4 separate regions of the Mus musculus genome follow, and all the other regions are linked to region 1. The links are chromatin contacts, called in public Hi-C and HiChIP or PLAC-seq maps. All regions are on one chromosome and are shown on one strand. Each heading gives the region's core, a stretch centred on a gene start, on an enhancer-like site or on the middle of the called end of the contact. The rest is flanking DNA. Distances are from core to core; before and after follow the strand shown.

Region 1 (7,367 bases), core at 3,199-5,698:
CCAAAGGTCAGGAGTTCAAATCCCAGCAACCACATGGTGGCTCACAACCATCCGTAACAAGATCTGACTCCCTCTTCTGGAGTGTCTGAAGACAGCTACAGTGTACTTACATATAATCAATAAATAAAATCTTTAAAAAAAAAAAAAAAAAAGACTGAGACCTATCTTTTTTGAAAGACCTTGATATGTTGATATGTTAACACCACTTTAACTTTGTTTTGGTTTTTGGAGCAAGGGTTTCTGTGTGTAGCCTTAGCTGTCCTGGAACTCACTCTTTAGACTAGACTGGTCTCAAACTCAGATCTGCCAGCCTCTGCCTCCCAAATGCTGAGATTAACGGCCTACACCATCAGCACTCAACAGCAAGGCTTTTTTCCTAATTTATTTAAAAGTAAGATAGATGAGGAGGAAATAAATTGAGTTAAACTATCCATTCATAATGATACTGAATGAAGTCCATAAAAATTTAGATTCAGCATCAATAAAGCAAGATAAAAAGGATCACCAAAAGAATAAAAGGCCTATAATTTCCCTCACACACACTGAAAATATATTACAAATTATACAGTATAAAAACATAAGGTTGGGGGCTGGAGAGATGGCTCAGTGGTTAAGAGCACTGAGACTGCTCTTCCAGAGGTCCTGAGTTCAATTCCCAGCAACCACATGGTGGCTCACAACCATCTGTAATGGGATCCGATGCCGTCTTCTGGTGTGCCTGAAAACAGCGATGGAGTACTCACATAAATAAATAAATAAATCTTTAAAAAAAAAAAAAAAAAAAAAAAAAAAAAAAAGGTTGCCAGGCATGGTGACGCATGCCTTTAATCCCAGCACTTGGGAGGCAGAGGCAGGTGAATTTCTGAGTTTGGGGCCAGCCTGGTCTACAGATCTACAGAGTGAGTTCCAGGACAGCCAGGGCTACACAGAGAAACTGTCTCGAAAAACCAAAAAAAAAAAAAAAAAAAAAAACCACATAAGGTTTTCAGGGCTGGAGAAATGGCTGAGTGGTTAAGAGTACTAGCTGCTCTTCCAGAGGACCTGGTTGTTCAATTCTCACAACTGTCTGCAACTCCAGTTTCAGGGAATCTAACACTGACACAGTCATAAATGCAGGTAAAACACCAATGCACATAAAATAAATAAACATTAAAAAAGGGGGGCTGGTGAGATGGCTCAGTGGGTGGGAGCACCCGACTGCTCTTCCAAAGGTCCAGAGTTCGGGTCCCAGCGACCACATGGTGGCTCACAACCATCTGTAGCGGGCTCTGACTCCCTCTTCTGGTGTGTCTGAGGATAGCTACAGTGTACTTACTATAATAATAAATGAAAAGTCTTTAAAAAAAAAAAAACATTAAAAAAGAAAAAGCATTTTCTCTTTTAGTTAAAAAAAAGAAAGCAGTTTATTTCAGTAACTCTGGTCCAGGCCACATTCCAGAACACATTCAGAAGCTTTCGTCTTTCTTGTCTCTGTTGTTGGTTTCTGTTGTTGTTTCTTGAGGAAGTCTCAGGATGTTAACTCAGGCTGACCTAGAACTTACAATCTTCCTGCCTCAGTCTCTCTGGAGTGTTGGAATTTAAAGTATGTACTGCCACAGCTATTTGAAGCTTATATCTCTTTTTTTCTTTCTTTCTTTCTTTCTTTCTTTCTTTCTTTTTTTTTTTCTGAGAGGGTTTCTCAGCCTCGAACTCAGAAATCCGCCTGCCTCTGCCTCCCAAGTGCAGGAATTAAAGGTGTGAACCACCAACACCAGGCAGCTTATATCTCTTAATTATCCACAAGAACCATCTTATGAAAATACAGAATAACTCAGTCATAATGTGAACATTTCTGAAATCCCAGGAAACAGCCCAAATTGACTTCAGTAATTGTCAAGCAGTGGTTCACACTGGTAATCCAGTAACTGAGGTGGAGGCAGGAGGATCAAAGAGCTCAGGCCGTCCTCAGCTGCACAGTCAATGAAGCTAGCCTGGAATATAAGGGATCCTGCCTCAAAAACAGCAACACACAAACAAAAAAAAGCATACAAAAATGAATCAAGTAGCCAGGCAGTGGTGGCTTACACCTTTAATCCCAGCACTTGGGAGGCAGAGGCAGGTGGATTTCTGAGTTCGAGGCCAGCCTGGTCTACAGAGTGAGTTCCAGGACAGCCAGGGCTACTCAGAGAAACCCTGTCTAAAAAAAAACAAAAACCAAACAAAAAAAAAAAAACAAAATGGCTCAGATTACTATCAAGCCAGATGACCTGAATTCACTTGGGAACCGTGTGCCAGAGAGAAATGACTCCTGGAAATTGTCCTCTGACATCCATATGCATGCATGGCATGCCCATGTGCAGACAGACACACAGACACACAATCAATCATTCCATCAATCACCTTCATTTAAGTATTACTGATCTCAGGGGTAGGGATGTAGCTCTGTGGAAGAGCACGTGCGTGTGACCTTGGGTTCAAAATTCCCAGCACTTCTAAAGGCGAGAAATAATAATAAACCTCACTGACCTTACACATACATTAAAGGAAAAATTAGAGAAACAATGTAAAATTCTATCATCTTTCTAAAGTTCCTGAAGCATCTTTTTTCTTTTTTTCTTTTTTTTTTCGAGACAGGGTTTCTCTGTATATCCCTGGCTGTCCTGGAACTCACTTTGTAGACCAGGCTGGCCTTGAACTCAGAAATCCGCCTGCCTCTGCCTCCCAAGTGCTGGGATTACAGGCGTGCGCCACCACGCCCGGCCTGAAGCATCTTAAAACTGTGCAGAAACTGATTTTCACAATCTATACACCCTTAAAATCAACTCTCCTATGACTTCTATATAGTGTGGAAACTTACCCAACATCAAACAACCTCCAAGACTTTTTTTTAGGATCAAGACATTTGATTAAATGAAATTAACAAAAACACTTAGACCTTAAGGCCTTGAAAAAGAAAAGAGAGGGCTGGCGAGATGGGTCAGCGGGTAAGAGCACTGACTGCTCTTACAAAGGTCCTGAGTTCAAATCCCAGCAACCACATGGTGGCTCACAACCACCAGTAATGAGATCTGACACCCTCTTCTGGTGTGCCTGAAGACAGCTACAGTATACTTACATATAATAAATAAATCTTTAAAAAAAAAAGAGAGAAACAGTAAAGTTCACAAATGATTCATCTTCAATTATGTTTGAATAATTTCTACACAGACTTTTGAACTCTTGAATAAAATGACTAAATCACTAACCAAATAAAAAAAAGTTTCAAAAGAGATTCCTTGGATTCCCTCCTAGAAAAGACCTCCACAAGACAAGAACCTGAATTCAAAGTCTTAACCATCTTAAGCATCTTCCATCTTGCACTAAGTACTTAACACCATAGCAGAAAGTTTCAGAACAAGCTGAAGAGTGGAATCAGTATTAATCAGAAGTAAAGTGGAAGTAAACAAATTATTTATGAGTAAACAAAACTAAACTATCCTTACTACTTTTGCTAAAACGATACAAACTTCGAAAAAGCAAACCCAGTCAAAAACATCACTTGCTCCCTTAATGTCTGAAGCCTCCAGTAACACAATATATGTTTCTAAGAAAGAAGAGTTCCAAAAAGTCAAATGAGAGACTGTTAAGTAAAAAGTGACCAGTAAAATGGGAGAATTGTGAACTGTTAAAGACAAAAAAAAAAAAAAAAAAAAAAAAAAAAGAACCTTACAGCACATTTAATGATCTGTCGAGGTCACAGGGAAAAGTCACGTCCCCTACCTCAGCCTCGGTTTCCCTACCCCAAAAGACTATAAGTGATATTTCGTTCCTAGGAGCTGGAGGGCCTAGTTTCAATAGCCTCCACCTACTCAAAAGGGCACTCCGAGGCTGAACTCAGTAGGGGTCCCCAGTGCAACTGAGCATGACATCCGGAACCGGAGTTGTAGGAAAGGAGAAAGGGAATAGGGTCTAAGAAAGCCAAGTTCCTACAATCTAGGGGTGACGACACGCGTCCAGGACCCGACATCCCCTCTCTACGGAACCCGGCCGGCAGCTTCAGCATCTCTCCCTCCTTCCGGCTTCTCGCTCAGTTCCGGGCCGCCCTCCGGCCGCGCCCCCGGGCGCAACCCCCTTCACAACGCGCACCCCGGCGGGCCGCGCGCTCGCCCACCGGCCGGCGCTAAGGTCTCCTCCTGCCTTGGGCGGAAGGATGCGGGACCGGGCCTCCCAGGCTCCTCCCGGGCCTACCTGCGAGGAGAGTGAGAGCTCGGCCCGAAAGCCAGCGAGCGCACGGAGCCACGGACGGAAGGCGGGGAGAGGCCGAAGAAAGCGAGGGGTCCGCTCGACCGACCAGCGGAAGAAAGCGGCCAGAGCCCGGGGCCTCCGGGATAACTCAGTCCAGGACCTGGCACAGCCGCCGCCGCTCCGGAGACATCAACCAAGAAGACGCCGCAAAAGATCATCGAACACACGAACGCCCAGACATCAAAGGAAGAGCGCCCCAGCAATCGTTCAAGGCACTGCAGCCGAGTGCCGAAACATTGCTCAGCTCCTGCTGCAAATCCGGCTGCCTTCCTAGGCATAAATAAACAAATCCAGATCATTAAACTATAGCGTAGAGTAGGCTGGGATTCTGCCATTTTCTGTTGGTGACAGAGTGTTAAAGTAATTTAGAGAACTAAATTTTTGAGACAGGAGCACGCTTGTAATCCCTGCTTTTTTTTTTTTTTCCTGGTACTTTTTTTTTTTATTACGTATTTTCCTCAATTACATTTCCAATGCTATCCCAAAAGTCCCCCACACCCTCCCCCCGTAGTCCCTGCATTTTAGGAAAGGAGGCATGAGGATTTGGAGTTCAAAGTCATAGTCAGTTAAGCACAAGGCCAAACTGGACTATATGAGACCTTGGTGGTTTTTTTTTTTTGTTGTTTTTTTGTTTTTTTTTTTTTTTTTTTTTTTTTTTTTGGTTGGTTGGTTGGTTTGGCTAGGTTTTGGTTTTTGTTTTGTTTTTTGAGTGTGTGGTTTTCGAGACAGGGTTTCCCAAGTGCTGGGATTAAAGGCATGCGCCACCAAAGACCTTGTTTTAAGTGAAAAAGGAATTAGCCTTTTGTGAGCACATTGATTGAAGATAAATCATAGCAGAATAAAGCTCGTCTTAATAGTTCAACGACTGCCGTACACTTAGAGACTTCTCACACTACTTGTCCCAGTTGAACAAATGACTTTACCACTTTATTCTTGGTTTCCCCTCAGAGCTGAAGAACAATCGCTATGAATGCTCCAGGTCAGCTTTAGAAGAATATCCAAGAGAAAATGGCACACCTTAATGTGGGAAGGGAAAGTTCCTGTACCTTGTTTTTAAATTTTTATTCTTTGGTTTTGTTTTGCCAGACAAGGCTTCTCTCTGTGTACCCTTGGCTGTCCTGGAACTGGTTCTGTAGACCAGGCTGACCTCCAACTCACAAAGATTTGCCTGCCTCTGCCTCCGGAGTGCTGGGATTAAAGGTGAACACCACAACCTCCCAGCCTATTCTATTCTTTCTCAAAAAAAAAACCACTTACTTCTCTTTTATTTTCTTCCAAGGATCTAAAGCCACAGTCCACAGTGTGCTTTTAGTTAGCTTCGTAGCTAGTTCACTAAATAGTTTTTAGAGACAGGATTTTGTGTGGCACACACACTGGTCTTGAACTCTGTGTATCCAAGAATGGCTTTGAAATTCTGATGTGCTTGCCTTCCTGTTCCACATTTGCAGTGTGCCTGAGGGAGTGTGAGAGACTGCAGTGGAGGCTCACACTCTATAGCTTGGCTGGCTTGGAACTCACTATGAAGCCCACGCTGACCTCAAGCTCACAGCAATCCTTTTGCCTCAAGCTAGTTGAGTGCTGGGATTATAAGCAACCATGCCTGGCTTTTTTTTTTTTTTAAACAGAATCTCACTATGTAATCCATATTACTTCAAAGTCTATCTTCCTCCCTCTGCCTCCTACTTGTTGGAATTACAGGCTTTTACAGACATATTTGATTTGTAGCTGATCCTAACTGTACTGGCCAAACTCCATACTGTACAATCAGTACATTTTATTTCTAGATATTTTTCATGTGATAGGTATTTGCTACTCTTGAGAAAAGGCAATTACAATATTATTGTTTATGATTAGGTCTTCTTGGACATAAGCAAACAAAAATGATACTGTATATCTTTACATCTTTAATCCCAACTTTCTAGAGGCTGAGGCAAGGGAGATTGCAATATGATTGTTTGAGGCCAGCCTTGCCCCCCCCCAAAAAAAGCAAGCAAACAAACAAAAAACTCCAAAAGAGCTACACATGCTAGCCTATGCCTTTAATCTCAGCACTTGGCACTCAGTAAGCACAAGCAAACTGATCTCTGTGAGTTCAAGAGGCCATCCTGCATCCTGATCAACTCAGTGAATACCAGGACAGCTAGGACTATGTTGTGAGATCTTGTTCCTCCTCCCTCCCCCCCTCAAAAAAACCAAAAAAGTCCAAACCTGAAACAAGGTACAAGTTTATTTTTCTGCCATATAAGAAATCCAAAGGGCTGAAGAGATGGCTCAGCAGGTAAGAGCACTGACTGCTCTTCCAAAGGTCATGAGTTCAAATCCCAGCAACCACATGGTGGCTCACAACAATCCTTAATAAGATCTGACGCCCTCTTCTGGTGTGTCTGAAGACAGCTACAGTGTACTTAGCTGAAATGGCTGATATAGTAGAGAATATATACAGTGTATGAAACTGGAACATATGGGATGGGGGCATAGACAGATTATGGCATCAGTTATATGAATTTTGCCATAAGACATTCAATTGAAATTCAGCTATTTCTTCAGAAAGAAGGAGCTCACATAAGGGCACTAGCCCCTGAACTGTCAGGAAAATGAAGAGCCAGCTGTGGCACTGCACACCTTTGATCCCAGCACCAGGCAGGCAGAGGCAGGCTGATCTCTGTGAGTATGAAACCAACTTAGTCTACATTCTGAGTTCTAGACCAGTCAGAGCTACGTAGTACAGAGTACCAGTTTTGGTTTGTTTTCTTTAATGGTTTTGGAAGAAGGTGGGTGAAAATGATGAGGTAGAATTATCAGTTTGTTGGGGGTTTTGATTGTTGTTTTTTTGTTTTTGTTTTTGTTTTGAAACAGGGTTTCTCTGTGTAGCCCTGGCTGTCTTGGGACTCACTCTGTAGACCAGGTTGGTCTCAAACTCAGAGACCACCTGCCTCTACCTACCGAATGCTGGGATCAAACTTAGAACCCATACGAAGTATTGGACAGTGGGGCGAGGAGGTAGAAGTAACAGAAAAATCCCTGTGAGACCTAATATTTAATACAGAGGAAAAGAAAACATATGAATCAGCATGCAGACACAAGCCTGGTATAATCAGGAACTA
Region 2 (6,640 bases), core at 2,864-5,363, 220 kb before region 1:
CAGGCCCAGGACTTTCTCAGTTGTCAGTGGGAACAGACATGTAGAAGTAAGTATTCCCAAAGAATTCTGGGTAGCAGCGGACTGAGGGGAGCTCTAAAAGAACCAGTTGGCCATTCATTACTAGCAGGAGTAGACTCTGAGGTGGGCCCAGACATGAAGGAAGAAGCTGGGGACCCTTGGTCAAGGAGCTCAGCTAGGGCCCTGGATCAGTAGCCCAGGCTTTTGCAGCTCCTCCTGCAGGGCTGTTTTATACAGAGAGTGTGGAGTATGCAATGACCCCAAGCCGAAGGGGCCTCCAGGTGCCACTCACCAAGCTCCCAGAGAGGAAGATGGCCACTAAAACAAAAGCTGTTGTTGTGCCCAAACAAAGAGAAGTGGCCTGGGCCTGTGGCCAGCCCTTGGCGGGGTACCCAGGAGGAAGCACTTCCCATCCCTGAAGACTCTAACCCCTCCCCCACGGAATTCCCTGTTCCTTCCTCCTGAGCTGACCCCGAAGTAAACATAGCTCCTGCCAGCCCTGGGCTGGACATACCACACCCACACATGCTCAGCAGGCCCCAGCCTCCAGGAGCTGGCTGCCTGGTGGAAGATCTGAGAGAGAGGTATCCAGGGTTTCAGCGGTTGAAGCCCCAGATGGGTGGTCATCTGGAGTTGGTGGTTGTCTGGGCAGCTGTGAGCAGGTAGACTCTAGGTAACAAGTGAGGAGGGGAGAGGAAGCCCTTGTTCTGGGCAGAAGGTTGTCAGGTGGAGAGGCACAGCACTGAAATGTGGCTCCATTATAGTGTAGGGTTACACCTAGGGAGTTAGTGCCAGTGTAGAATCTACATCTGCCAGGCTGTGAGAATTCCCTCTCAATCCATGGGTCTCTTAAGTGACCTGGTACTGCAGGTCGCTGTGGACAAAGCAATTTTCATAGGAATTGTTTCTGATGTGTGTCTGTTCACTGTGCTGCCATCTGTAGAGGCGGAGATAGGAACATTAGCAGCGAGCAGAGCCCCTACTATATACTAATGTTTCTTTAGGAGAAAAAAAAAAGTTGAGAGGATTGGACTGAGGAGATAGCTCAGTTAGTAGAATGCTCACCTAACATTTCCAAAGCCTGGGATTTATCCACACTGCTCCATAAACCAAGTGTAGTGGGCAGCTCCAACCCTAGCACTCAGAAGGTGGACAGTCTGGGCTGTGTGAGACCATCTGAGAGAGACAGACAGACACAGAGATACAGGGACACTGAGGAGGCTAAGACAGGAGAATAGCAGCAGTGAGCACGGGCATGTGTGTGTGTGTGTGTGAGATGAAATGGAGTTTACCTTTTTTTTTTTTTTTTTTTTTTTTGGTTTTTCGAGACAGGGTTTCTCTGTGTAGTCCTGGCTGTCCTGGAGCTCACTTTGTAGACCAGGCTGGCCTCGAACTCAGAAATCCTCCTGCCTCTGCCTCCCAAGTGCTGGGATTAAAGGTGTGCGCCACCGCTGCCTGGCTAGCTTACCTATTTTTGCTGCTAGCCCAACTGTAATGTGCTAAGCTTAGCTAAGGCAAGCTGTGTGCTCCATGATTACTCCCTTCTTCTTTATTCCCTCCCCTTCCCTTTTCTTTTGATGGGGTTTCTACATATGAACTCACTATGTAGACAGGGTCAGCCTCAAACTCCCAGAGATCCGCCAGCCTTTGTCTCCTGAGTGCTAGGATTAAAGACATTGGCCACTACCTCAGGCCTGCCAGTGGCACCTTTCCTACTGAGCAGCTGATAGACAAACTCAGACTCCAGGTGTCTGGCATACATTTTCCCAAATATGAATGAGATGAGCCTGACACTTCAAAAACAGTATCAATATTTGTTTCCAACAAGAAATTTGAGTTTGAGCAGAACTCAGAGTTTTGGAAACTTTGTATCTCCCTTGTGATGGAGAGAGTAGCTTTCCCAGACAGGAAACTGTTAAGAGCAGTAGAGACCAAAGGTGATGATGTTTTGATGTTTTGTGAGGAAATGTATCAACCTTTGGAAAAATCAGTATAGCTTAGTACCACAGTGGTCTACACTGGCTTACACTTGTTGTTACAAAATGCAAGATAGCCCTGTAACAGGGCAAGCCTATGTCCCTAGCTGTTGAAAGAGGCCAAGGTAGGTGTTCACGTGAACTCAGGAGTTCCAGACTAGCCTGAACTACTTAAAAATAGCCCACCCCATACCCCCCGAAAGAAAATCATAACCTTGCAAGGTAGAACTTCATGTTTATTGGTAGGGTTTGGCACCTTGTACTGACCTTAGAATTAAGCCTTGTCAGCCTGCCCTGGTGCACACTAGTTTAATCCCAGCAGAGGCAGAGGCAGAGGCAGAGGCAGAGGCAGGCAGATCTTTGAGATAGTTTGAGGCTAGCCTCATAGTGAGTTCCAAGACAGCCAGGGCTACATATACATAGAAACCCTGCCTCAAAAGAAAGAAAGAAAAACAGAGAAAGAACACTGGTCGTGTTTTCTCGTGATGGCATAGAATAGCCGTAGTTATCTGGAAACCTGGTGAACTGTCCTTCCTTCCCTGACTTCACACACAGTGAGGCTCGCTCCTTCATGCTCCTCCACCAGGGCAGCCTGGTGTCTTGTGCAGGGACTTTACTTCGCAGGAACCAGCTGCTGCTAGAAAACCAGATATTAGGTTTGCAAAAGCATAAACTATGCCAGCATGATGGCTCAGCAGGTAAAGGCACTTGCCTCCAAGTTGGACTGTTGAATTTGATCACCAGGCTTCACATGTAGTCGGTGGCACTGGCACACATAGGACAAACAATAATGTTTTTAAGTTAAACAGTGTCTTTTTACTGATTTTGTTGTGTTTTATGCAATATTGTTCTCCCTCCCTCTCTGCCTTGCCTTCCCTTCCCTTCCCTTCCCTTCCCTTCCCTTCCCTTCCCTTCCCTTCCCTTCCCTTCCCTTCCCTTCCCTTCCCTTCCCTTCCCTTTCCCCTAGACAGGGTTTCTCTGTGTAGCCCTGGCTGGCCTAGAACTCACTATGTAGACTAGGTTAGCCTTGAACTCAGAGATCCACCTACCTCTGCCTCCTGAAAGATTAATGCTCTTAAATTTAGATTCTATTTGGTTAAGTCTTAGTGCCTATCACCTGCTCCCCAGACAAAATCCTTCTAGGAGTTTTAGAAATTATTATTTCTGGCTGGGTGCTGGTGGCGCACGCCTTTAATCCCAGCACTTGGGAGGCAGAGGCAGGCGGATTTCTGAGTTCAAGGCCAGCCTGGTCTACAGAGTGAGTTCCAGGACAGCCAGGGCTACACAGAGAAATCCTGTCTCGAAAAACCAAAAAAAAAAAAAAAGAAAAAGAAATTATTTCTGAAAAATGGGAAGTGCTTCTGGATTCGGGTGGGAACATGAGCGTAGGGGTTGGGAGGGGTTGGCAGGTGTCACACCGGCTGATCTCTCCTAAACATTCTTCTACTGGCCTGAACCCAGGCAGCTCAGCAAGGCCCCTGACCCCCTTGACAGGACCAGAAGAGCCAGGCTCTGGAGTCTTGGCTCAGCTACTCCTAAGACAGGAGTCACAGCTCCCAAGAGCCTCAGGTGCACCATCTGTTCAGCAGGGACAGTGCCTCCCGCACAGGGGAATTACCAGCCTCTTGGCTAATAATGTTGGTGAGAAAAGGCTGTCTAAGTTGTGAAACACTCAATAGATAATTATTTTTGTGGTTGTTTTGTCTGGAACCAGCGTGGTTAGCTGGCTAAGACCCTGTAAAACCTGTCCCATGGACATAGGAGGACAGTAAGCAATTGTCTCCTTTTCCTTAAAAGGGGGGCCCACTCCTGCCCTCCTATATACCCCATCTCCCCTGTGCAGACACTGTGTGGGCTGGCCTGTTACTGAAGGAAAGAGTGTATTGATGGCTGTCACTCGGCCTGGCTTGGGACGACGTGGGAGAGAGGTGCCAGGAGGCCAGGCTCCTGTGCTTAGCGTGTGCACCGCCCACCCTCCCACCCACCGCCTGCTGCCTGCCTGCTATAGGGCCAGGAGCCACCACTGGGAGAGGAAGTGCAGTCGGTTACCAATTGGGCTATTTTCATAACGGTTGTTGTCTCCGGCTTGGGGGAGGAGGGTGGTGAGGGGGAGGGGGCAGCGGAGCCACTGCAGCTAGCTGTCCAAACTAGGACTTGCTCTGCAGAGGCCGGCAATCCCAGCAAACTGGAGCAAGAGCAGAGGCGCCTGGGACCCCAGTCCCCACCTGCTTGTCCTTCCAGATCAGGTCAAAAGGGGGGGGGGTCCTCACTCTTCCTTAACTCCTGCTCCCTTCTGTGACTGGGTGGATCTGGGGAGGGTAGATCAGGGCAGGCCCAGGCACCACCATCTCCAGATAAGGGCTTCCCTGCCAGCCCCCCCTCGGTCTGATGGAAAGGAGCTGGGCCTGCTGGGCCCCCCACGCCTGGGCAGGCCCTGAAAGAAATACTTGGCTCTCATTTAGCTCTCTTACCCTTCAGCCCTGGCCCACCCATTTACCTGCATGTTGTCCTTGTGTTTGGAGCAGAATCTCTTTAGTGAGGAGACCTGGTAAAGTCCGCACCCTGCCTGATCAGCCCAGGCCAGCCTAGACGAGCTGGCTGCCTTCCCAGATTTCCTCTCTTCCCCCTGACCCCTGGGGCTGTGGGAGCCGAGCAGCCAGGGCTGGCTTCTGGCAAGCAGTCCCTCCGACCAGGCAGGCCTTCATTCTGGGACTGGTAGAGAACAGGTGCCCTACCCAGGCCAGCCTTCATGGAGCAGAGGCCTTCCCATGGCGTGAAGTAGCTACTGTGGCAAGACCCAACTGGTGTCCTGTGCAGGTCCCTCTGGAGGCTGAGGGGTCCCGGAGGACCCGCCTCATGCCAGGTGCAGAGGGCATTCCTCAGGAACAGACGCCCGGGTGGCATGGCTGTATGGCTTTCTTCCTCATGTGGTGAGCGGTGGCCACCCTGGGCACTCCTGCTTCCTTTTCTGGGTTCCCACCCCCGCTGTGGGCAGAAACAAACCTCAGGAGGTGGCACGACCATAGGCCCTGCGGTTCTACCGTGTCCTAGGTCTGCCAGGTAGCATCAGGTGCTTTCTGTGCATCCTTGCAGAGTGACCCTCATGCTGGCCTGTGGTGGTTGGACCCACCTTGCACATGGAAAAGTAGATGGGTGGCTAGTTGATCTGCTGAGGGTGTGTAGTGTACATGCTAGGTTCCTAAGTGCTTGCTTGCTTACTTACTTATTTATTTACAAACATGTCTCATGTAGCCCAGGCTGACATTGAACTTGTATCCTTCAAGATGGTCTTGCCTCCTGCCTCTGCCTCCCAAGTGCTGGGGATTACAGGGTCACACCACTATACCAGGTTTTTCCTAGTAGCCAGCATCAAATGTGAGGTGGTTTGGCTAGGGGCCAGCGGCCCTTCCTAGCAGGTGGTTGAGGAAGCATGTGGCTTGCTCATGCCGTCCCCCCATCTCCCATACGCCCTGCCCTCATCAGGCTCTCAGAGGCCAGCTGGAGATTAATGTGGCCCTCTGAGACATTTTTATATTGTCCTCCTTGAGTATGGCTGGGTGCCCCAGACAAGCCCAGGAAGCCTAGGAGGCAGCCATTTTGCTGTGCTGTCAGTGTGAGAACCTTCTAGGGCCTCCCCCAAGACAGTGTGGTGTGTGGAGGTGATAAGGGATGGAGTGAGAAGAGGTGACCACTCAAGCGGAACCATGGGAGAACTCCAGACCCAAACAGGGCTTCTTTTGTTTGCCTGCCTTTTAGTTAAGTTAGTTAATTAAGATGGGGGTCTCACTATGTAGCCCTGGCTGTCTTGGAACTTGCTTTGTCAACCAGGTTAGCCTCAAAGTCACAGAGAACCACCTACCTCTGCTTCTGAAGTCCTGGGACTAAGGGAGTGAACTTCCATGCCAAGGTTTTGTTTTGTTTTGTTTTGTTTTTCCTTTTGCATTTCTTTTTAAAACAGTTGTAGCCCAGGCTGGCCTAGAATTCATTATCTAGCCTAGGTTGGCTTCAGACATTCAGCAGTCTTCCTGTCTCAGCTTTCCAAGTGCTGGGATAATGGGCATGAACTGCCATGGAGAAGCAGGATAGGAAGAGATCGGCAGAGATAGGAAGTGAAGAGTCAGGCTATCTCTGGCCAGCAGACCAATGTTTCTATGGAGATGAGCTGAACAGGAAACATGGGACCAGCGGGAGGGGCAGTGGGAACCCAGTGGTGTTTGGGGTGGTAGTGTCCCTCAGGAGAGCTTGCCGGAAGATGTCGACTAGTCGTAACAGTCTTCTTAGGTAAACAGGGAAACTGAGGCCTGTGGCCACAGCCGTAGGCACAGGCTTGGCCTTGTGCACCCTGAGCAGCTGAGGAAGCTTGTTGTCCCGGAGCACCCGGCAGCGTGTGGCTTCTCTAGTTGTGCATGTAAGCTGCCATGTGTCCTAACAAGGGCTGCTTCCTTCTTGTCTGGTCATGCAGGTCTGAGACAGCAGGGAAGGCCCAGCCTTTACCCCTGACCAGAGAGCATAGCACCACCTCCCCCACAGTGACTGTGGCCTTTTGTTTTCTGGGTGACACAAGCTAGCTTCAGGGGTGTGATGCGTCTGGGTGACTAATCTCCTCCAGGCCGGGCAGCTGTCACAGTGGCCCGAGCAGACTGGTG
Region 3 (6,405 bases), core at 3,677-6,176, 150 kb before region 1:
TATATCTGTAACCACTGCTCTAAGGAGGGATAGAGTGCACAGGCAGTAGGACAGCAGCAAGTTTGATGTAACTCTGATGTATTCTGATGTACTCTGATGTTCCAGGCCAGCCAGGGTTACAAAGTGGCTCTCAAAAAATAACAACAACAACACCTCAACCAACCAAATAGCCAAAGAAAAAGCAAACACAAAACCCCAAGAGGTTCAGGAGTACCTTCAAAGGGAAATTATTTCCTAGTGAAAATGTTTTAGCAAGAAACAGGAGGGACTAGAAATACTGATGTCCAGAAAAGTAGATAGCTCTGCTTTCCTATCAGATCTATAAATTATAAACTATACCTTACACAAAGCTCTATAGGTAGCCTATTGCCATCCAAATGAGACCGTGAGAGTGATTGGCAGCTGCAGTGCTTTACAAACCCATCACACAGAGATTTGGAAAACCCAGAAGGGTTTAAATCAGAAGCACAATTTCCTCTTGGCTACATCTCTGAGTTCCTCTGGCTACTGCAGATCAGAGCTCCGGATTGCACTATTATCACACCTTACAGGCATCAGTCTCCATATCCACTGGATCTTATGGCCTGTTTTGGCAGGATATCTTAGTGATCAAAGCCATTCATTCACCAAAGAAGAGTTTTCTCTCAAAAATTAAGAGGGAGCCAGGTGTGATGGTGCACACCTTTAATTCCAGCCTTGGGAGGCAGATGGGTCTCTCTGTGAGTTCAAAGCCAGCCTGGTCTACATAGTGAGTTCCAGAATAGTCAGGACAAGCATACAGAGACTCTGTCTAAAAAAAAAAAAACAAAAACAAAACAACAAAAAAAAAAAAAACAAACCAAAAAACCAAAACAAACCAAGAATCCCAGAGTAAATTTAATTAAATTAGCTTTTCCCTCACTCTATTGATCTTTTTTGGGGAGAGGGGTTGTTATTCATGAAAGCAGCATAAAAATTCTACATGAGGCACTGGAGATGATGGCTCAGTGGCTAAGAACACTTGCTGCTCTTCTAGAAGGCACAGATTAAATTCTCAGCACCCATATATCAGACAGCTTATAACCTCTTGGAACTCTAGCTCCAGGAAATCCAACACCACCTTCTGGCCTCTGCAAGCACCTGAACACATAGAACATACACATATATAGGCAATCACACCTATAAATAAAAATCAACATGAGGTGAAGCATTATTCACAACATTCTAAGCTTCCAACGCAGGGTAAATTCATCAGCTCCTTTAATCTCAAGTGAGAGAAGCAAGTAGCAAGAATCATTAACCTAATTCTAGAAAAGGGTTAAAGTTGATTCAGAAAAATCATATGAGCAGCAACATGGTGCCTGCTGAACCCATAAATGAAACTAAAGATCAGTGACTTCCAGGCTGGAGCACAGCTTCTGAAACTTAAAGCTAACCTCTAGCAGGAGGCAGATGACTTTGAAAAACAAAACAAAACGAATCCTACAGCAACAGAGTCCCAGTTTACTGACTAAATCTATCAAGAGTAAAGGTCAAGACTATGACTATATATTTTATAGCTTAGCTATAATTTTAGTTAAAATCAGTTAAAAGTAGTTAAATAGGAACCTGCTGGGCATTATGGCTTACTCATTTTAATCCCAGCACCTGGAAGAAAGAGGTAGGCAGATCTCTGTGAGTTCAAGGCCAGAATGGTCTACACAGAGAGTTCCAGGACAGCTAGGAGACATTATTAATGTTCCTCCACCTGCCACCCCCAACTCCAAACACATGCCAAAAACCAACCAAACAAAAAAAGCTAGCTTAAATTGATATTGAATGCATAGATAGCAGTTGGTTGTCTAGAACTAAGTTTCCTAATGGATCAAAGATTTAAATGTATAAAACTAAAATATAAAAGTAGGAAATGAACTGGCCAGTGGTGGCACACGCCTTTAGTCCCAGCACTCCGGAGGCAGAGGCAGGCAGATTTCTGAGTTTGAGGCCAGCCTGGTCTACAGAGTGAGTTCCAGGACAGCCAGGGCTATACAGAGAAACCCTGTCTCGAAAAACCAAAAACCAAAAAAAAGGTAGGAAATTATCTTAATGATGACACAAAGCCTAGGAACCATAAAAGGAAAGGTGTATAATTTTGACTTAAAATAAGTTCTATGACAAAAATAACCTTCAACAAAGTCAAAGACAAATGACAAGAAACTCCTTTTATAAGTTAATTTTTTAATTTATAAAGAACTTCTACAGAATTATGAGGGGGGGGGCAGTAACATGCAGAAAAAGAGATAAAGCACTTGGCCAGCCAAGACAAGGCAGCACCATTAAGGATGTGGGGAACATAAGGAATAGATAGAAACATAAATGCTCATGTAGTGATCTTTACCCTATTAAATCCATAAATATTGAAGTTTGGAAAGACATTCCTTCAGCAAGTGTTTATAAAATCAAGCACTCAGAAAGAGTATGGGGGTGGAGCAAGGCAAGCGGTGGCTCACACTTGTAATCCTAAGCATTCAGAGGCAAGAGGTTTCTGAATTCAAAACCAGTCTTGGGCTACAGTGAGGATTTGTTTGAAAACAAAAAGGAACAAACAATGCCTATAGATGAGATTATTAGTTGGAACAAGCTGTGTAGAGAGGGAGATAAGGCAATATCTACCAAAATAATACATGCACCTTTCCTTCCCTGAAGTTGTATTTCAAAGCAGCTATCCTACTGACATGCATGTGTAAGACAATCGGTAGCAGTTTATATAGCAAGATTATGAACTCCAAAGTCCTTCAAGAGGACACTGGTTATAATGAATTACTAGGTAGCTATTTTTTCAAAAGAGGAGAAAGGGGTGCAGGCAGGGAAGGAGGAGGAGTGGCAGCTGTGGGGGCTGCCTGCACCAGCAGCAATAGCAGCAGCAGCTGCAGCTGCCACCAGAGTGATAGCTCATGCCTATAATCTCAGCACTCCAGGAAGCAGAGACAAGAGGACTGCTGCAAGCTCCCGGCTAACCTGGGATTCGGAGTAAGACCCTATCTCTAAACAAGACATGAAGAACTAGAGACAGCTCAGTGGGTAAAACACAAGCTTGTCCTGAAAGCATGAGAACTTGAGTTTAAATCTCCCAGCACCAAAGCAATAAACTGGTCACAGAAAGGTAGAAAGGAGGAAAGGGAGAAAGGAAGAAAGGCATTCTGCAATCACAGTACCGAGGAACGAACGACAGGCAGATCCTGCGTGCCTTCTGACTCTCTCAAGGCAGTAGGATGAGAAGCAATAGAGGAAGTCTACAGACATCTTGCTCAGGCCTCTGCATGAGCACACATAGATGCATACATATAAGACACACACACTCACACACACACTCACACACATACTCTTTACAAAAATATGGAAGATCATGAGATACACTGTACAGAAAAAAAAGTGAGAAGAGTGTTGTATAACACATTTACATTTAGATCACACAAAAGATGGAAAGCAATGCTCTCAATGTGCATATACACACATACACATTCATCTTTCAAGAGATAAGAACTGAAACTGATAGTGGTTACCTACTACAAGGAGTCACAGGCAGCAGGGTGTAGGGTTAAGAAAGTTCTTATTGTATATCCTTTTTTTAAAAAAAAATTTATTTTTTTATTTATATGAGTACATTGCAGCTGTCTTCAGACATACAGTAGAAGAGGGCATCAGATCCCATTACAGATGGTTGTGAGCCACCATGTGGTTGCTGGGAATTGAACTCAGGTCCTCTGGAAGAGCAGTCAGTGCTCTGAACTGCTGAGCTATCTCTCCAGCCCCTTATTGTATATCCTTTAAGTAAGTTTTGAGTTGTAACTATATTATCTAATTTAAACAATGATAAAGTAAAAAAATAAAAATAACTGAAGATGAACTATGGCCAATAAGATATGAGTCACAAATCTACAGATGAACTTGAGTTTTCAATAAGGAAAAGGCAGACTCTTCTACCATGGATTTTTAGAAGAATTGGAGAACAGATTAGTGTACCAGTCAGCAAAATGGCTCAGTGGGTAAAAACATTTTACCTCACAAGCATGGTAACTTGAGTACAACCCCCAGAATTCATAGTGGAAGAAGGTAATTTATTCTTGAAAGCTATCCTCTGACCTCAACACATGTGCCGTGGCATGTGCATACCTACACACAATAATAAATAAAACAAAAAATCAAAAGAACAGATTACTTGACTTGATTTATGGCTTATAGGCACTTAGAATAAAATGAGTAGTTGCTACTTAGGATTCACTAAGAACAAAGCATTAAAAATTATTCTCATTTATCTTGTCTGATAAGAATATTAAAGACTGGTACATCATAAAATGATTATCTTTCAGTAATCAAGATATTTTTAGCTGTATCTCCAAACTCTTACAATGCTTTACATGATACTGAAAACATAAGTGTGCTTGTCTGCGGCCCTAACACTTGAGGCTGAGGCAGGAGGACAACTAGTTCAAGGCTAGCCTATACTATACAAAGCTACTGTCCTTTATTATTGATTTATTTAAAAGACTTGTTTTACTTTTCATTTATGTATATGTGTATTCATGTATGTTTTCTTTCTTTTTGGGGGGGTAGGTGGGGGTGGGGTGGGGCGTCGGGGTTTCTCTGTATAGCCCTAACTGTCCTGGAACTTGCTCTGTAAATCAGGCTGGCCTTGAACTCAGAGATTTGCCTGCCTCTGCCTCCTAGATGCTGGGACTGAAAGTCATGTGCCAATACACCTGGCATGTGTACATTTTCTGTGAATGTATGTTTGGGTACTCTCAGAGGCCAGAAAAGGGCAATGGATCCTATGGAACAGTAGTTAACAGGCACTTGTGAGTTTCCCATGGTGCTGGAAACTGAACTCTAGAGTCCTCTGGAAAATTAGCAAGTGCTCCTAACTGCTGAGCCGTTTCCCCAGACCCTGAGAAGCTGTCTTTAACAGGGAAGAGCTTCAGATGTGAAACCGAAAGTAAAAATAATTCATGTTCCAAAACCATGATAGGAACCCAAAAACATACCTTAACAAGGCTTAATGCAATTTCCTGATTTATTTGCCATTTTTGCTAGAAATCTAAAGGAAGACTGAGAAGAATGTTAATCAAATTAGCAGATGATCCCTAAGACTGAAAGAGAAGGACAAATAAAGGTGCTGCAAGGAAGAACTAGCACTGCAACGACAGGAAGATAATACAAACGGGCTGAATGCTGGCTTACTAACAGTTATCAAGGAACTTTAAGTTACCGTAAATGCAATATTAACTTCAGAAAACGCTGCTGGGATCTGTAGCAAACATCACTGTATTGCGTTTTAGCACACATCATTAATTTTCTGATCTGTTCTGTTTCACCCACAAAGTTAAAGGGGGAAAGAACAGATAGGAAACCACATTAGAAAAAAAAATCTGCAGAGCTTTGATCTGAAAGGTGAGATGTAGAGGAACTTTCCGATTACTGAAGGACTGTGTAAAAGAAGTAAACCAATTACATGGCGTTGCAGCAGCAGAAATAGGATGAATGGGATGAAGTGACCTCAAAAGAAAGACTCATGGTAGCTTGCTGTGAGAAAGAACCTTCCAGCAGAAATGTAACAGTGACAGTGAGGCCATCAGCAGCTGCAGACAGGTTGGGGCTGATTCTCACCTCTTAGGAATGCACAAAAGCCCTTCCTTAGGCAGGGGAAACATCTGCAATGCTGAACAATGGGACCATGGATGTCTTTCAAAGGAAACATATCTATCAGTCACACACATTTGTAAACAGATATTAATCACATCACTCATCTGCTTAGTTGAGGCTTGGATTTGCCAACAAGTCTCCACTCACTATGGCCTTTTCTCAATGTCAGCTACCTCTTTTAGTCTTTTAGTCTCTATGAATCTCTCCACAAATTCCTCGGGGGAGATCTGGCGTTTCCCCTAAACTGTTTTCTGAAATGTGTTACTGGTAGCTGAGGCTAAGCATACAGAAATAGTGCATGACCATCAACAACTTAATGAGAGACAGACAATCCAGTGCTACTTTGCTGCTTTGTATTTTTCAAAGTTCTGTCTCACCAGAAACCCATCTTGCCCATCACTACTCACCATTACTGATTTCTGGAAGGTCAAACTTAGTGAAGTCCCACCACTGGAGCCTGTAGGTAGTATTGGCAATGTTACTGGCCACAGCAGACTGTCCATCTCCAATTACTGCCCCTGATGACAGAGAAGACAACAAGACCACATTAGACTACATACAGTGCATTCTTTTTCTGTATGCTTCTACTGCAGAATATAATGGAACACATGAGTTAGTAGAGGAGAAAAAGAAGAATCACAACTAAAACTCACGAAAGATTGAGAGATCCACATGGCAAGTCACTGCAAAGAGAAACTAGACACAACCTTTCACAAGAAACAGTTCTATGTGGAAATGGAACATCAT
Region 4 (6,389 bases), core at 3,691-6,190, 190 kb before region 1:
AGGAACTTTATCCAGGAAAATGTCAGGGCTCCCTGTGCCAACCATTCCTGAGTTCTCAGTCCTCTACCGTTTACTGGAAGCTTCCTCAGGCAAGTACTGTAATCAGCTCAGGGCTGAGGTTATAAAAGTGAATGAACACACATGGTCCCCATCTCAGAATGGATCATCTAGTTTTGGGGGGAAACAGAAACACATGGCGGGGGAGGGGGACACTGCTAGAAAGAAGATGGTGAAGGGAAGGCTGAGAGAGAAGACGGGAGAGAACTTGGTGCTTGCTGGCTGATCACCGGCCTCACCCTGAAGATGACGCAGATGAGGGCAAGGAGGAAAGCTGGTGGGAAGGAAGGCAAGGAGATACGGCAAAGGCCCAGAGACAGAGCTCAGGAAAGCAAGGGGCATGAGGAAATGGCCCCAAGGACTTGAAGCAGGCAGCGGGGCCAAATGTCTAGTTGTTTGCCCACTCAGGCCTGTCACTTCCCAACCCCTGTTTTTTGGTTACTGAAGGTTGTAGACAAAGCTATACACATGGCAGACATGTGCCACACACGTGTACCGCTGAGCTACATCTGCAGCCCCACTTGCTCATCTCTTTTCTTTCTTCTTCTTCCTTTAATTTTTTTGTTTGTTTGTTTTTGAAAGAAGGTCTTACTGTGTAGACCTGGCTGACCTCAAAGTCACAGGCCTTGATCTGCCTGCCTCTGCCTCTAGAGGACCAGAACTGCAGGTATGCTCCACCATGTCCAGCCACGTGGACATTTCTTAACCAATCGTGGCCAAGGGAGATTTGTTCTCCCATTCCTACACTGTCGTCGTCATCATCACCACCACCACCACCATCATCATCATCGCAGCCAGCATAGATTGTCTACTGAGTTCCTGCACTCTGTGTTTCCTCACAACCGAAGGCAGATATTGAGGAAACAGGCTCAGAGGTGTTAAATAAGGTTCCACATTTCCTTGACATCCTGTGGCTGCTCCAGTGCATTTGGGAGCAAGGAGAGCAGTCAAGAAAGACACAGGACCTGATGGTTCTAAGGGCTAGGGAGGTCACGCTAGCGACCAGAGGAGGTGAGGTGGGAGCTGGGACACCTGGAAGAGGAAGAATAGGAAAGGGACTAGAGAGATGACGCAGGAAGTTCAGCTTCGCCTGCCCAGCCCAGTCCCAGGGGTGAAGAATGGACAGAGTGGGGGCTGTTAGATCCCCAGCAAAGAAATCAGAAGCCTGAAAGACACAGCAGCTGAAGAAGGGTCTATTTGATTTCCCAAGAACTAAGGACAAGCTCCCTCGTGGAGCCAAAAGATGAGGGAATTACCCCGGAGCCAGCCTAAGAGTTCACATCCCACACAGAGGATGACCCAGCTAAAGTCCTACAGAGCCCCTCCCCAGAGTTTGCCTTCCCTCCCACCAGGCTCCCTTCATCTCTCCTCCTCCCCTTCCTCTTCCATACATGTGAGGGAGGCCCACGCCCAGCACGCTGTGCCAGGGCAGCCGCTCAGCCCAGCCTCCTTCACACCCGCCAACACACAAGCATTCCACATACGCACAAAGGCACCATCTCAGCCACACGCAGGTCGTATACGCAGTCCTGTGCGTCTGTGTGTGCATCTGTGTGTGTGTGCGTGCACGCGCGTGCATGCGAGCCTGTGTGTGTGTGTAAGAGGAAGAGAGGGTGCAGCAGCCAGCTGTGGAGGAACAGGCGCCAAGTCTGCAGCTTGGGTTCAATAGTAGGCCAGCAAGGTCTAGCTGTACAGTCCGAGGAGAACCATTTGCCCTCTGAGAACTAGTTCTGTCATTTACAAAATAGAGGATCTTGTCCCACTATGGCCTTTGAACAGCCAGGGGACCCCCTTAGCACCTCAGCTTGCTCTCCAACTGGAAATGGCACCAGCCAAGCTTGGGCCAAGCTCTCCAGCTCCAACACAAGAGATACAAGAGATTGCCTTCTGGCTTCAAAGTTAAATCCACTGGTCAAAGGAAGACAGGAGGAAGTGGGGTAGTGACACTCCAAGGTCACCCAAGGAGTCAAGGGCAAAAGACAGATCAGTTCTTTCAAGGGACTCCACAGTGGTATTCAGCTCCAAAATGGGGCCTTAAGCATCAGATGCTTGGAGGGTAGCATCAAGCATAGAGGCTGTTCTCCCTACCTCACCCCACCCCAAATACCCACTGGCAGGGACAGGGACGAGGCAGTAGGGGAGCCATTAGCATGCACCAAGGAAACCTTCACTTTAGTCTCTCAGGACCAGAGCACAGCCAGCAGCCAGCAGGATAAGAAGATGAAGGTGGGGAGGTGGGGGGCAAGATGTGTGAGCTAGGAAAAATACAATCTCTCTTGTTTATTGAGTCAGAAGCCCCTCAAAGTTTACTGCCTATAGCACCCAGACAAGGTAAGTACTATTGGTAACCTCCTCTTACAGACATAAAAGTCCTCTTACCGAAGGGCATCGTGATAATGAACCTGATCAAAGTCATCCATTCGTAAGAAGGGGAGGGTCTGCGACACTTTATCTCCAAGATATTCCCCAAACCACACAGGATAGAAGCCCCCCAAGATGCATCTTAGATGTGGAACCCTCATATTCCAGTTCCCTCACTTGGGTTTGACCTTTTGTCCTCCTGGGACCAAGAAACAGCCTTGACAAGTAAATGACCAGATGAATGGTGGGTGGTTTGGTCTTCCCGGAGCCCCGACAGATGCAGACTGGGTAAATTCAGTTTTCTCAACTTGGTCCCAGTTTTCTTTCTAGACTTCTCTGATAGTCTCTCAGATGTTCAGACCACAGCACCTTCAGGCACAATTCTCTGCCTCCCCCCCCCCCCCAAATCCCGCCCATCTAGAATCCGAGAAGGCAAGCAGCCATCACCCTGGCCTGTGAGCACCGCTAGATGGCAATGTCGGTCCCCGGTGCCAGCTCCGGACCCCGAGCCGGAGGTTCACCACGTCAAGTCCCAGAGTAAACCGCAAATACAGAAAAGCGTCAGGGCAGGGCTTCTCCCACAAAGGAGCAAAGGGAGGGAGATACTGCCTGTCTCCGTGGTCCCAGGTTGCCACAAAGGTCCCTTAGGTTCGGCCAGGGTTTCGAGGATGAAAAACTTTAGGGCGTCGGGATTCCACCCGCACCCCGCAAGGCACCCATCAAGGAACGTGTAGGTGGGAAAACGAGTGCGAGTTGTGTTTGTGTGTGACTACTCGGGAGCTCGAGTAGACACTAGTAGCTGTTTGCATGTGCCAGTGTGCGCCCCGCCACGCCTGGATACCGGTGCGCCTTTGAACGTGTGAGCATACCAGCGCCATGTGGACACGTGCGTGTGCATGTGTGTGCGTGTCTGGCCATAGAGCTTGGGTGGCCGTAACCGCGAATTTGTGTGCGGGAGCAAATGCTGGACTATCAGCGAATGACCAGTTCCCATGGCGGGAACCACCGGCAAGCGCCCGGTCTGTGGGTGGGGAAAGGGTTGAGAAAGGAGCAAAATTTGGGCTGCGAAGAAACCCTGACTTTGGAACCATTATCTTAGTGGCCCCAGGCACCTGGTCCTAACTGCATCGTCAAGAATGGAGAGCGTGCAGTCCCAGCAGTGGGCTGACTTCTGTCGAGAAGCCTCTGCGATAGTCGTCGAGCCGTGAGGGTCACCGAGCTCAGTTTGATGTGCCCTACGCATTGAGGGCAGGGGTAGAGCCTCCAAACGGGGAGCCCAGTCGAGGCCTGGGTCAGGAGGGTAAAATTGTTCTTCACTCTTCAACCCGCAACCCCTGGAGAGGCCCTGTCTAGTCCTGTCAGTCAAAATAGGCACCGAGTTCCCAAGCTGTGGGCTCAGGTCTATCTCAAAGACAATCTCGGGGCTTACCCTTGGGCCCATCTCCCGGCTCCATCACGTCTGGGTCCTGGTCGAAAGGGCCAAGGTTCTCCGATGCCCCGCCCTCCCATCAACCCCCAGGCACGCAGTTCCTGTAGTCTCTGGGCGTGGGCAATGTGCTTCCGCGGGTTCTCGAGCCCCTACCCCTGCTGGGGACAAGTCGGGAAAGGGTGCTCTGGGCGCCCGTGGGGTAGATTTTCGATTATTAAGTGATCACTTCAGGAAAGCTATGGCCCCCAGGACTGTTCCTGAGGCGGAGAGAAGCCTCTGTACTTTAGGGGAAGAGAGAGGGGTGCTGGATATTGGGCCAAATCATTGTGCCTAACACTTCCTCTAAGAGCTGGGAGGGTGGAGGGCTGGGAGATGTATCTCCCCGGATGAGTAAAAGAGAGGGTACTCCTGGAGAGGGGGAAGGGAAACAGGAGAGAACAGGGGTGTTTTCCGTCGGGGCTCAAGGTCGCGGACAGAGGACTCCAACGGGCTAGAGCGTACTGGAGGCTCCCGGTGGGCCAAGGTGGGAACGGAGGGCAGGGAGACGGGCGGGAAACGGGCGCTTTGGGGCTTCATCTTCCGGCGCCTTGAAGAAGAGCCAACGGGAGGGAGTGAGGGAGTGTGGGTCCTGACCCGACGGCTGCTCTGCTTCGGGGTTGGGCTGTGGGCTGGGACTATTCCTCCCCTAGCCTTCTCAATGATCACCAATCCCTAGAGGTTCACCTAGAGAAACCTTTTAGAGACCTGGGGTCCTTCTTCCAGAGGGGTGCCCCATCTCTGAGCTCTCCGCCCCTTCCGCACCGCGCTTGCCTTTCAAAGGGGTCTGGGGCCCTGTTCCAGCCCGACCCACCTCTGGAGACCTTCAGGGGGTCCCAGAACCCTACATCCTCATCTTGCATAGAAGCCCCCCGCCCCCGCGATTCCGCGGAGTTACTCACCCGCTGCTTCTGTCTTGCTCCGCTGGCGCCGGACAGACGGCGGAACTAGCCAGAGGCCCTGCGAGTCGGTGGGGTGGGCGACTGGGCCGGGGGCCGGGGGCGGGGACAGGGTGCCAAGGGGCGGCCCCTGCTTCGCCTGCAGCTCCCGGCGCTGTGGCTCCGACTCGCGCTCACGCTCGCACTTTTCTCCGAGCCGCGTGATGTCACAGGGAAGCAGCCAATCGTGGTGGGGACGCACCGCCCGCCCGGGGCCGGTCACCCAGCGGCGACGCGCGGGGGTCACCACCTGGAGTGTCAGGCACCCTTGATGCTCACACCCTTCCCGGGAGATGGCCCGCAACTCCGGACTCCAGCACCGAGGGCACCGCCCACAGTCGCCAGGGAGGATTAGCCTCCGGCTCTGCCCTCCGGGGGGTGGGGTGGGGGCTGTCCGCGTTGTCATGGGGACTAGGCGCCCCCTCGCGGGCTGGGGAAGAACCAGGCGGCCAAGCTTGGCTATGAGCCCCGCCTCCGCCCTAACCACGCACTCTGGACACCGAAGTGTTTTCGAACCTCTCCACGGCTTGTAGCCCCTTCGTCGTTCCGCCTGAGGTTAAATCCTGGTCTTGAGGGTTTGGCCCCAACAGGCCCCTGGTGTGCGGCGGGGCAGATCTAGCAACGTGCTTCTGTCGGGACAGAGCGCTGCCTGATAGCCGCTGGACAGCCAAAAGACTGCAGCCGTCGGGGCCTGGGGAAGAGCAGGTGAGACTGGACAGGCGAGCATCTACCCTGGCTAAAGATCTTGTCACTCTCCACGCCCGGGAAGGGACGCGCATTAGCTGTGAGACTGAAGATGGCACGAGTCTCCTATCCAGCCGCGAATGAGTTCATCGCTGCCTATGTGGGGAAGCCAGGTGCCCAAGGTCACCTGGGACAGAACAGGCCATGAAGGAAAGTCCAGTCTCCTAGACCTCCCGCAACAGTACTAGGCTAAGGCCCAAAGTAGGCAGGTTCAGCACCTCGGACAGCCCCACACGTCCTTGGTGCGAAGGCCAGTTGCTCAGATCAAGCACCCGCCAGCCAGGGTTGAATGCACCCCTTCGCGCCCGGGGTCCTGAGTACCGGTCACCCACAAAGCTTCTTGAGTGTCAACAGCCAATTAACTTTAAGCCGGCTGACTTCTTGGAAAAACCACCTGAGTCTCAGCTCTCCTCTACTCTCCTGCAAGGGCTGGTAGGGGCTCCTGGGGACAGTGGTAGTGGTAGGGATAGCTTTGTAACGACAGAGGAGTTAGGAACAGAGAATGAATGAGTGGAGACTTGAGCTAGAGTCCGTGAGAGAAGGCTCCTGGTTCAGGTTTCTCCATGCTGAAGAGAGGGACGTCAACATTGGACAAAGTTGAGGGCAGGCTAGTGTGAGAAGCCATCTTCCCTCCCATGGGCGCTTTGGTCTTCCATGATCCTCTGAAGGAAAAAATGAAGGAAGTGCTATTGTTCTTGCCCCCACTTCACAGGAGAGGAGAGGCTCAGTTGTTACCGACATCTTCCACTTTACCATATCCCCCTCCCTGGGGGCCAGGAGCAGGGTGCTCTTGGGAGAGTGAAAGTGTTGTGTGTATGGGAGAG

Evidence for each region. Hi-C and Micro-C count contacts between places; a contact is called where the count stands out from the background. HiChIP or PLAC-seq counts read pairs in DNA pulled down with a chosen protein or histone mark.
Region 2: a contact with region 1 is called in an H3K27ac HiChIP or PLAC-seq map of microglia, with 10 times the contacts expected there. The contact joins the promoter of Dgkz here to the promoter of Ambra1 in region 1. A contact is called at or near these places in 2 of 39 promoter capture datasets (the C10 cell line and the HPC-7 cell line), 1 of 484 Hi-C or Micro-C datasets (Th1 cells), 15 of 115 datasets of contacts at active chromatin or transcription factors (the 230-238 cell line, the SCID.adh cell line, bone marrow-derived macrophages and 11 more) and 4 of 9 other capture datasets (adipose tissue, liver, macrophages and 1 more).
Region 3: a Hi-C map of hematopoietic stem and progenitor cells shows a contact between it and region 1, with 2.9 times the contacts expected there. The contact joins the enhancer-like site here to the promoter of Ambra1 in region 1. A contact is called at or near these places in 3 of 39 promoter capture datasets (hematopoietic stem and progenitor cells, hippocampal neurons and liver), 1 of 484 Hi-C or Micro-C datasets (hematopoietic stem and progenitor cells) and 3 of 9 other capture datasets (adipose tissue, liver and pancreatic islet).
Region 4: a contact with region 1 is called in an H3K27ac HiChIP or PLAC-seq map of embryonic stem cells, with 4 times the contacts expected there. The contact joins the promoter of Chrm4 here to the promoter of Ambra1 in region 1. A contact is called at or near these places in 12 of 39 promoter capture datasets (the C10 cell line, the HPC-7 cell line, the SN4741 cell line and 9 more), 1 of 15 datasets of contacts at CTCF or cohesin (pro-B cells), 12 of 484 Hi-C or Micro-C datasets (the C2C12 cell line, the HL-1 cell line, bone marrow-derived macrophages and 5 more), 26 of 115 datasets of contacts at active chromatin or transcription factors (the 230-238 cell line, the HPC-7 cell line, bone marrow-derived macrophages and 16 more) and 5 of 9 other capture datasets (adipose tissue, embryonic stem cells, liver and 2 more).

The regions. Positions count from the first base shown.
Region 1 is chr2:91,727,219-91,734,585 of GRCm38.p6, reverse strand. Ambra1 (autophagy/beclin 1 regulator 1) reads right to left here and starts at 4,448. Exons shown (of 18, transcript NM_172669.3): 1 at 4,207-4,448.
Region 2 is chr2:91,947,821-91,954,460 of GRCm38.p6, reverse strand. It overlaps Dgkz (diacylglycerol kinase zeta), which reads left to right and starts at 4,113. Exons shown (of 32, transcript NM_001166597.1): 1 at 4,113-4,240.
Region 3 is chr2:91,875,487-91,881,891 of GRCm38.p6, reverse strand. It overlaps Ambra1 (autophagy/beclin 1 regulator 1), which reads right to left. Exons shown (of 18, transcript NM_172669.3): 12 at 6,066-6,176. Among named protein-coding and RNA genes, the nearest start is that of Chrm4, 44 kb to the left of the region's middle. Within about 2 kb of position 4,926, at least 55 of the 459 cell types and tissues checked have an H3K27ac peak or open chromatin away from gene starts, as enhancers often do. A contact at or near this core is called in hematopoietic stem and progenitor cells and pancreatic islet, where this site is marked.
Region 4 is chr2:91,920,740-91,927,128 of GRCm38.p6, reverse strand. Chrm4 (cholinergic receptor, muscarinic 4) reads right to left here and starts at 4,940. Exons shown (of 2, transcript NM_007699.2): 1 at 4,786-4,940.